2 separate regions of the Pan troglodytes genome follow, and region 2 is linked to region 1. A link is a contact called in public Hi-C data. All regions are on one chromosome and are shown on one strand. Each heading gives the region's core, a stretch centred on a gene start, on an enhancer-like site or on the middle of the called end of the contact. The rest is flanking DNA. Distances are from core to core; before and after follow the strand shown. Region 1 has its middle 110 kb from the start of JAZF1. Region 2 has its middle 110 kb from the start of TRIL.

Evidence for each region. A called contact is a pair of places that touch in the nucleus more often than the background predicts.
Region 2: a Hi-C map of induced pluripotent stem cells shows a contact between it and region 1, with 2.8 times the contacts expected there. The contact joins two enhancer-like sites. A contact is called at or near these places in 2 of 7 Hi-C or Micro-C datasets (induced pluripotent stem cells and stem cell-derived neural progenitor cells) and 1 of 1 datasets of contacts at active chromatin or transcription factors (stem cell-derived excitatory neurons).

The regions. Positions count from the first base shown.
Region 1 is chr6:34,090,771-34,094,376 of NHGRI_mPanTro3-v2.0_pri, forward strand. No RefSeq gene overlaps it. Among named protein-coding and RNA genes, the nearest start is that of JAZF1, 110 kb to the left of the region's middle. Within about 2 kb of position 1,536, at least 1 of the 24 cell types and tissues checked has an H3K27ac peak or open chromatin away from gene starts, as enhancers often do. A contact at or near this core is called in induced pluripotent stem cells, where this site is marked.
Region 2 is chr6:34,650,706-34,654,311 of NHGRI_mPanTro3-v2.0_pri, forward strand. No RefSeq gene overlaps it. Among named protein-coding and RNA genes, the nearest start is that of TRIL, 110 kb to the right of the region's middle. Within about 2 kb of position 1,691, at least 11 of the 24 cell types and tissues checked have an H3K27ac peak or open chromatin away from gene starts, as enhancers often do. A contact at or near this core is called in induced pluripotent stem cells, where this site is marked.

The DNA.
Region 1 (3,606 bases), core at 286-2,785:
CCCAGTAAACCCCTTACATAGGGAACCTGACCTAAGATACTTCTCTAGGATTACCTTCTGAGACTTCAATAACCTAAGACCAGTGGTCTCAGCTTGGGATAATTTTGGCACCTACGGGACATTAGGTAAAGTCTGGAGACATTTTTGGTTGTCACAAATAGGGCGGCAGTGGGGAGAGGGTGTTACTGGCATCTAGTGTGTAGAGGCCAGGGATGCTGCTAAACATTCTACAATGCACAGGACAGCTCTGATATGGTTTGGCTCTGTGTCGATTGTAATTCCCAGTGTTGGGGTGGGGACCTGGTGGAAGGCGATTAGATCATGGGGGCAGATTTCCCCTTCCTCTTCCTGTGATAGTGAGTGAGTTCTCATGAGATCTGGTTGTTTAAAGGTGTGTAGCACATCCCCCTTCACTCTCTCTTCCTCCTGCTCCAGCCATGTAAGACTTGCCAGCTTCCCCTTTGCCTTCTGCCATGACTGTAAGATTTCTGGGGCCTCCCCAGCCATGCTTCCTATACAGCTTGTGTAACCATGAGCCCATTAAACCAATTTTCTTTATAAATTACTCAGTCTTAAGTAGTTCTTTACAGCAATGTAAGAACAGATTAATACAAGCCCCCACAACAAAGAACTATCCACCGCAAAATGTAATAGAGTAGAGGTTGAGAAACCCTGGGTTATATATGTTTTGATCACGGCTCTTTATTTCCAAGTATAAGAGGGAAGATGGAAAATAAGTGTTGTAATTCAAATTATCAAATAGTGCTTAAGGTGAGAAGAAAACCTATGATCATGAGCTCCAGCTTCCCTCCCCCAGCCTCATTTCTTCTTTCCATGTGGCTGTTGACTCCAGATACCAGTTTGCTCTAAAAATGCCCTCTGCAGTAAGGCCCCAGAACTTCTCCTATTGCCAATTACAGCAGACAACACTGGAAAATATGAAGCAGCACTTCTCATTAATAGTGTTTTTTGCTTCCTTTTTTTTTGTTTGTTTTTAGAGACAGGGTCTTGCTCTGTTGCCCAGGCTGGAGTGCAGTGGTGCAATCATGGCTCACTGCAGCCTCAAACTCCTGGGCTCAAGTGATCCTCCCACCTCAGCCTCCCAAGTAGCTACGACTAAAGGTGTGTGCCACCATGCCTGACTAATTTTTATTGTTTTTTTTTTTTTTGTAGAGACAAGTTTGCCCTATGTTGCCCAGGCTGGGATAGTGTTTTTTAAATGAGGTTTTTCCTCTGTCAATCTGCTTCTGCTACCCCATCCCCCTTGCTTTCCACATCAATAATGACTCTACTCACCTGTTGCTTTTTGGGAAGGAATTTTTCATTAACTAAGAAATAGCTGATTTGCTCCTTGACTTAGTGCTGGGAGGTCTCATGCTTTCATGAACTGGAGCTATTTCTTGACCCAAATCAGGCCAGACTGAGTTTGCATTACAAACGTGCCACATTCAGCAAATAGTTGACATTGCAGACTGTGCTTTGCCTTTGAAGGCCAATGCTGACTCCCCGAGGAATCAAAGCTTTCACCCCAGTGGGGGCCAGGCAGCTGGTGACTTCTGCATACTCCTCCTCTCCCATTTGTTCAGGAATGAGACACACTTGGGGGCTTAGACTACGGTTCTCTGAATTGTTTTCATTCAGAGGGTGAGGTGGGGGAAAAATATGTGGTGGCAGAAAATAAATGATGAGTCCTTTTTTGCGCATGTCAAGTATAAGATACCTATTAGCCATGAAGTAGAGAAAGTGGGTGAGAGGAAATGAGAGGTCAGGGACAGAGAGAAAATCTGATTGACATTGAACTGCCTGTGGGATAGAAGGAAAACTAGTAGACTGTAGGGTTAAGGACAAAGAGGGGAAAGTATTTTAAGAAGGAGGAGCTGTGTCTAATGCTGAAGAGAAGTTTTAGTAAAGTGAGAACAGAGAAAGAAAGTTAGATTCCCAAACTCAGAAAATTAAATGAGAAAGGAACAGGCAGCTAGGACACCCACTTGGCGATGGTAAGAGTTTGTGCCTTGGCTGCAGTACATTGATTAATAACAGTCTGCTGAAATGGTCTGTAAAGGTAATTTTGAACACCCTCTGCCACTGTCCCCTGCCTTCACTTCCCTCATCTCGCCCCAAATTGCAAGGCCCTGAGCTTTTCATCATTACAAGAGTGTTTAATGCCCTCACCTAACTAATCAAGAGGATTCCCCCAAGTGAAACAGAAAGGGAGACGTGACAGAACCATGGCCCTGAGTGATTTGTGCTCATGGTCCCTTGAGTTGCCTCCTTTCCACACCATGCCCTCACTACATTGGTTATGGGCAGGGCTGTTAGACATGGCGGAGTGGCAGAGCATTGGTATGAAGCCACTTTACCTCTTTGAGCCTTGGTTTATGTTAAGGGAGAGTTTGGGACTAGAGGATCTTTAAGGCCCCTTCAGGCTCCAATATTGCATAGATCTGAAGTGGTTCCATTTCATTTACCAGCAGTGAAAAGCAGCATGCATTCAGCTGTTCCGTCAATTTAGTCAAAGCAACACATTTCCCCTTCTTGAATTTACCTTCAACAGAGGGGGAAATGTAGGCGGCATTATTCCCAGCATGTAGAAGCTCTGTCTGAGATTCTTAGTATTGCAGGGTACATTTACTTTTGCTAATGATCCCTGAAGCTGACTGGTTTCAATCGTGTGATTCGAGCAAAGCACAGACACTCTGATTTGTAATAATGATGCCGTGAAATCAATATCGAAAAACCTTGGGCTATATGAAACTGCTACTACTCAGTGAATCATACTAGGCAATATTTCCTGAAAGATAATGGGTTTCAAAACCAAACATAAATCTTCAGTGACAGGTTGGCTATTTGTCATGTTTTCTGGTGGTGGAATTACAGCAGCTTCAATAAAATCCATTTGGTGGTTGGGTTTTAGATTAATATCTGATACAATCATGGTCTTAGGGCCACAAGAAGTAAAGCTTAGAGGGAGGGAAGCAAGTTTGCAATTATTCTAGGGTTCTAGTACCCCTTGTGCCACATGTTGGCACAGAAATTGCTCAAAAATTACAAAAAAGCAATACAATGTGGGACTTTGAATACTAAGCACTGTAAAGTGATACTATATTCTTGAAATAGTAAACATGTCTTCCATATGTGGCTAAGTGTGCCCAAGACTGCCAACTGTAATGCAAAGCAAATTGATTTCCAACTGTTTTGTTCTCACCACTTTAACTCCTGGCTTTCCATTTGACTCCTTGACACAAAATAATTAACTCTACATTTTTCTTGACTTAGCAGAAATATTTTCCCCATGACAAGGAAAATGAAATTGATTTTCTGATTAAATGACTTCAGTTAGTCCTTCTGAGTTAATATTGCTTCCCTGTGACCGATGAGTCGGCAACATCTATTGAGCCCCCACTGGGCAAAAAGTATTTACAAGGTGTTACATGAATCTATAAGAGCAATAACTTTCTGGCCTTCCTAACCCATCCATGTTTGGAATTAAGCAGCTATTTCTGTCTAGATGCCAGGTTGACACCTAATTCTCTCAATATTGTGGAGAAAGGGAAGGTTGTCTTGACAACAGTGTGGAAAAAATCAACTTGAAAAATTTATTTAACC
Region 2 (3,606 bases), core at 441-2,940, 560 kb after region 1:
TAAATGTATTCAATATAGCAAGCTTTGATTAAACAAATTTTTAAAAAGAGATTATGTATACAGCCCTGTGGAAAACAAGGCAGGTTAGGTATGCAGGCACTTGTATATTCTTAATAGAAGTCTTTACCTGAAGGTAAAACCCAATAAAGTGTTAGACCCTATAATGTGCTAGAGACCCTATGTTGATTTACCTGTGTTACATCGTCAGCAGAAATCAACTTTACCAGGTACACACCAAGCTTATATATTTAATGCATATAAAAATGCATATAAAAGATCCTTTTTTCTTTATATAAAGAATTACTGAATTTCATTAGGCCACGTTTTTCTCTAAAAAAGTTCTTTGTTAACCATGGGATAACTGATTGCAAATAAAGGAAGTTACGGCACTGTGCCGATGTTTATAAAGGGAGGGAAAATCCTTAATGTGAGCTTACAATTTCGATGAAAAAGAAAAACCATCATAAATACAAGAGTTGGCCTTACTCTAACATACATTAGCAAGATCTTTCAAAGGATCTCCCTGCTTTCACTGACATATAAATATTTTCCTAAATGACTCAAAAAAAAGACGTTAGGATACTTAATTGAAGTCTATAAGGAGAGGTCTGGGAATAGGTGGATGAAAATCATTTGGTTTTTGTTTTGAAAAAACAAAAAAAATCCATTTTTCCTCATCTGAGGATATTTAGACACAACATCTCTATACATTTTCCATAAAAATGTCACAGACCTTTCATATGTCAGATTCCCCTCCCCCACTATATTTAAGTTTCAGGATTAGTTGCAGCCTTAGAAAAATATTTAATTCTCTTTGCTCTGTGACTTGGCTTAATGAATCTAGGTTGAGTTTCTTTAGGAAATATAAGAAGCTTCTTGACAACTGAGAAGCCTCCCAGACACTCATTTCTGTCAGAGTTTTCCAAAACTACACAAATAAGCTGTGGCCAGGGAGGTGCCTACATCAGACAAGAAAAGAAGAACACGGGCTTCCTTCCCTGACCTCTGCTATGTTTGAGTGAGAAATGTGTTTATTGCTCAGTCTCACTGAGTGTTTAACTGTTCCAATTGCGCAAATTATGAGTACTTTGAGTGAAAATTATGAGCGCAGAAGCCTTTCTTTATCATTTCCAACTGTCTGATCTGTTTTGTCCTTGTTCGCCACCACCTTTGAGAATTGCAAAAAAAAAAAAAACTATGCCAGTTATTTTTGTAATACTACCATTGCATTAAAACCTTTAACCATAAAGTCCTCTAGTGATTTTTCTTTCCCTCAAAATTTGTATTGCTTTTAAAAAGGATTGCATTAAGATTCCGAACGTTTAACGGAGAGAAGAGTGACATTAGTATACATCCTTTTTAAGCTCCTGATTGAAACAAAACAAAAACTACGCAAAAGACCTGCTTCTTTGCCTTGGGCCCTGACTGTTTAGGGGGCAGGGGCTTCTGCGAGGGGCGGTTAAGTGGCAGGGAAGCGCAGATCCCGCTGCACTCCGCAGCAGCCCGGGTGTGGAGCGCGCAGAGGGGGCACCTCGCCTGAGTCTCGGGCACGCTGCGCACCCACGGGAGGATTTCAGGGAGGCGGTGGCCAAGTCGGGGAGCGCATGCCGGGGCCGTACTCCCTCCTGGGACAGCGAGCCTTCCGAAAGTCCGAGCCCCAAGAAAAGTTGACCCTGGGTCTGAGAGTAAGAGGGAGGAGCCGAGAGCATGGACTAGAGAGGCACGGAGCCTCCCGGGCCCTGAGGCTGCCGCCTCCCTCCGCAGCAGCCACCTCCTCCCGCCCTTTACAAAGACAAGCTCCTTGCTCCCAGGAGTCGGCCTGCCCATCCCTGAAATGTGCACGTGAAGGAGGTAGCCTGGGTAGCCAGGGAAGGTGCGGTGCCCGTGCCGGGGCCGCGGGGCGTGCGGGAGTCCTGGGCGTCGCCGCACCTGCCGGTCTCCTCTGGGAGTCCTGGGCCGAATCCTCAGTTCGGGCGCCCTCTGGCGCCGCCGTGGGGAAATCATCCGGCGCCAGGCGCCATGCCGCACAACACTGTGGAGCAGCCCTGCCGGCGGGGTGGGTGCCTCCTATCTAAAGCACTGGACCAGGGGCTCTGCCAGCAAACATGGTTCTTCCATCAGCGTGTCGGGGTTGCAGAACCTCAGGGCATGGTTTCTCTCGGCAAGGTGTTAGACGCCAATTATCTTCCCCCGACAGACTTTTGTGAGACTTCAAAGGGAAGAGAAAGGAGGGTCCCAAGACTTCCAACTCCCTCTTCCTCCCTCCCTACACACGCGCGCACGCGTAAACACACCCACACGCACACAAACACACACACCCTATTCTTTACCTGTCCACAGGATCTCTAACATTATTCTTAACCCCATGTGATGGCTTTTTTGATATGTCGACTTGACTAAGCTAAAGTTCCCATTGATTCACCAGACACTAATCTAGCTGTTACTGTGAAAGGGTTTGATGATGTCATTCAAGTCACTAATCAGTTCACTTTAAGTAAGGGAGGTTATACTGGATAACTTGGGTGGGCCTGGCCTAATCAGTTGGAAGCCCTCAAAGCACAGCCAAGACTCCCCAGAGAGAGACAGAGACAGAGAGGAGGTCACATCCATGAACAACAGCGCAGTCATGCCCAGAGCTCCACTCTGCTTTTTAGCTTCCCCTCCTGACTCCCTGTCCTGTGGACTTTGGATGTGCTTAGGCAGCTCCCACAACAGCATAAGCCAATTTTTTTTTTTTTTTTTTTTTTTTTTTTTTTTTTTTTTTTTTTTTTTGAGACGGAGTCTTGCTCTGTCACCCAGGCTGGAGTGCAATGGCACGATCTTGGCTCACTGCAAGCTCCGCCTCCCGGGTTCACGCCATTCTCCTGCCTCAGCCTCCCGAGTAGCTGGGACTACAGGCGCCTGCCATCACGCCCGGCTATTTTTTTTGTATTTTTAGTAGAGACGGGGTTTCACCGTGTTAGCCAGGATGGTCTCGATCTCCTGACCTCATGATCCACCCCCCTCGGCCTCCCAAAGTGCTGGCATTACAGGCGTGAGCCACCGCGCCCGGCCAGCATAAGCCAATTCCTAGTAAGACATCTCTGAATGGATATATTGGTTCTGGGTCTGAGGTTGAACACTAGCTGGTACAACCCACACAATCCAAATCAGAAAAAGTATGAAGGAAATTCAGAGTGCCAGAAGATGCCACCTCATCCCTCCTATCTGTCAGTCAGTATTCTCTGAATGTCTAGCAGTGGCAGGCACAAGACACTGTACTCTGGAGATACCTCCAAGGACAGAGCACACTGGGTTTCTTCTTCGATTTGGGCTTCAGTGCCTGCTGCTAAGTTAGATGGGTGAATAAGAGAGGCAGTGGCTATAAAGGTTAGTGAAGCTCTCTCTCTTTCTCTCTCCCTCTGACACACACACACGCCCCTCCATGTGACAACTTTGGAGTTTTTAAACCTAGACCAGAAACCAGCTTTAATTAATGGTTTGTTGTGGGTACTTGTGGCATGCTTGGAGCTACACAAAAATACAGTAGGAGGAGGACTCCGGTGAGGAGAAGCAGACAGCAGTCTTTGCCTTGCGGGCCCTCTATCTATCACCACTAAAGGTAAA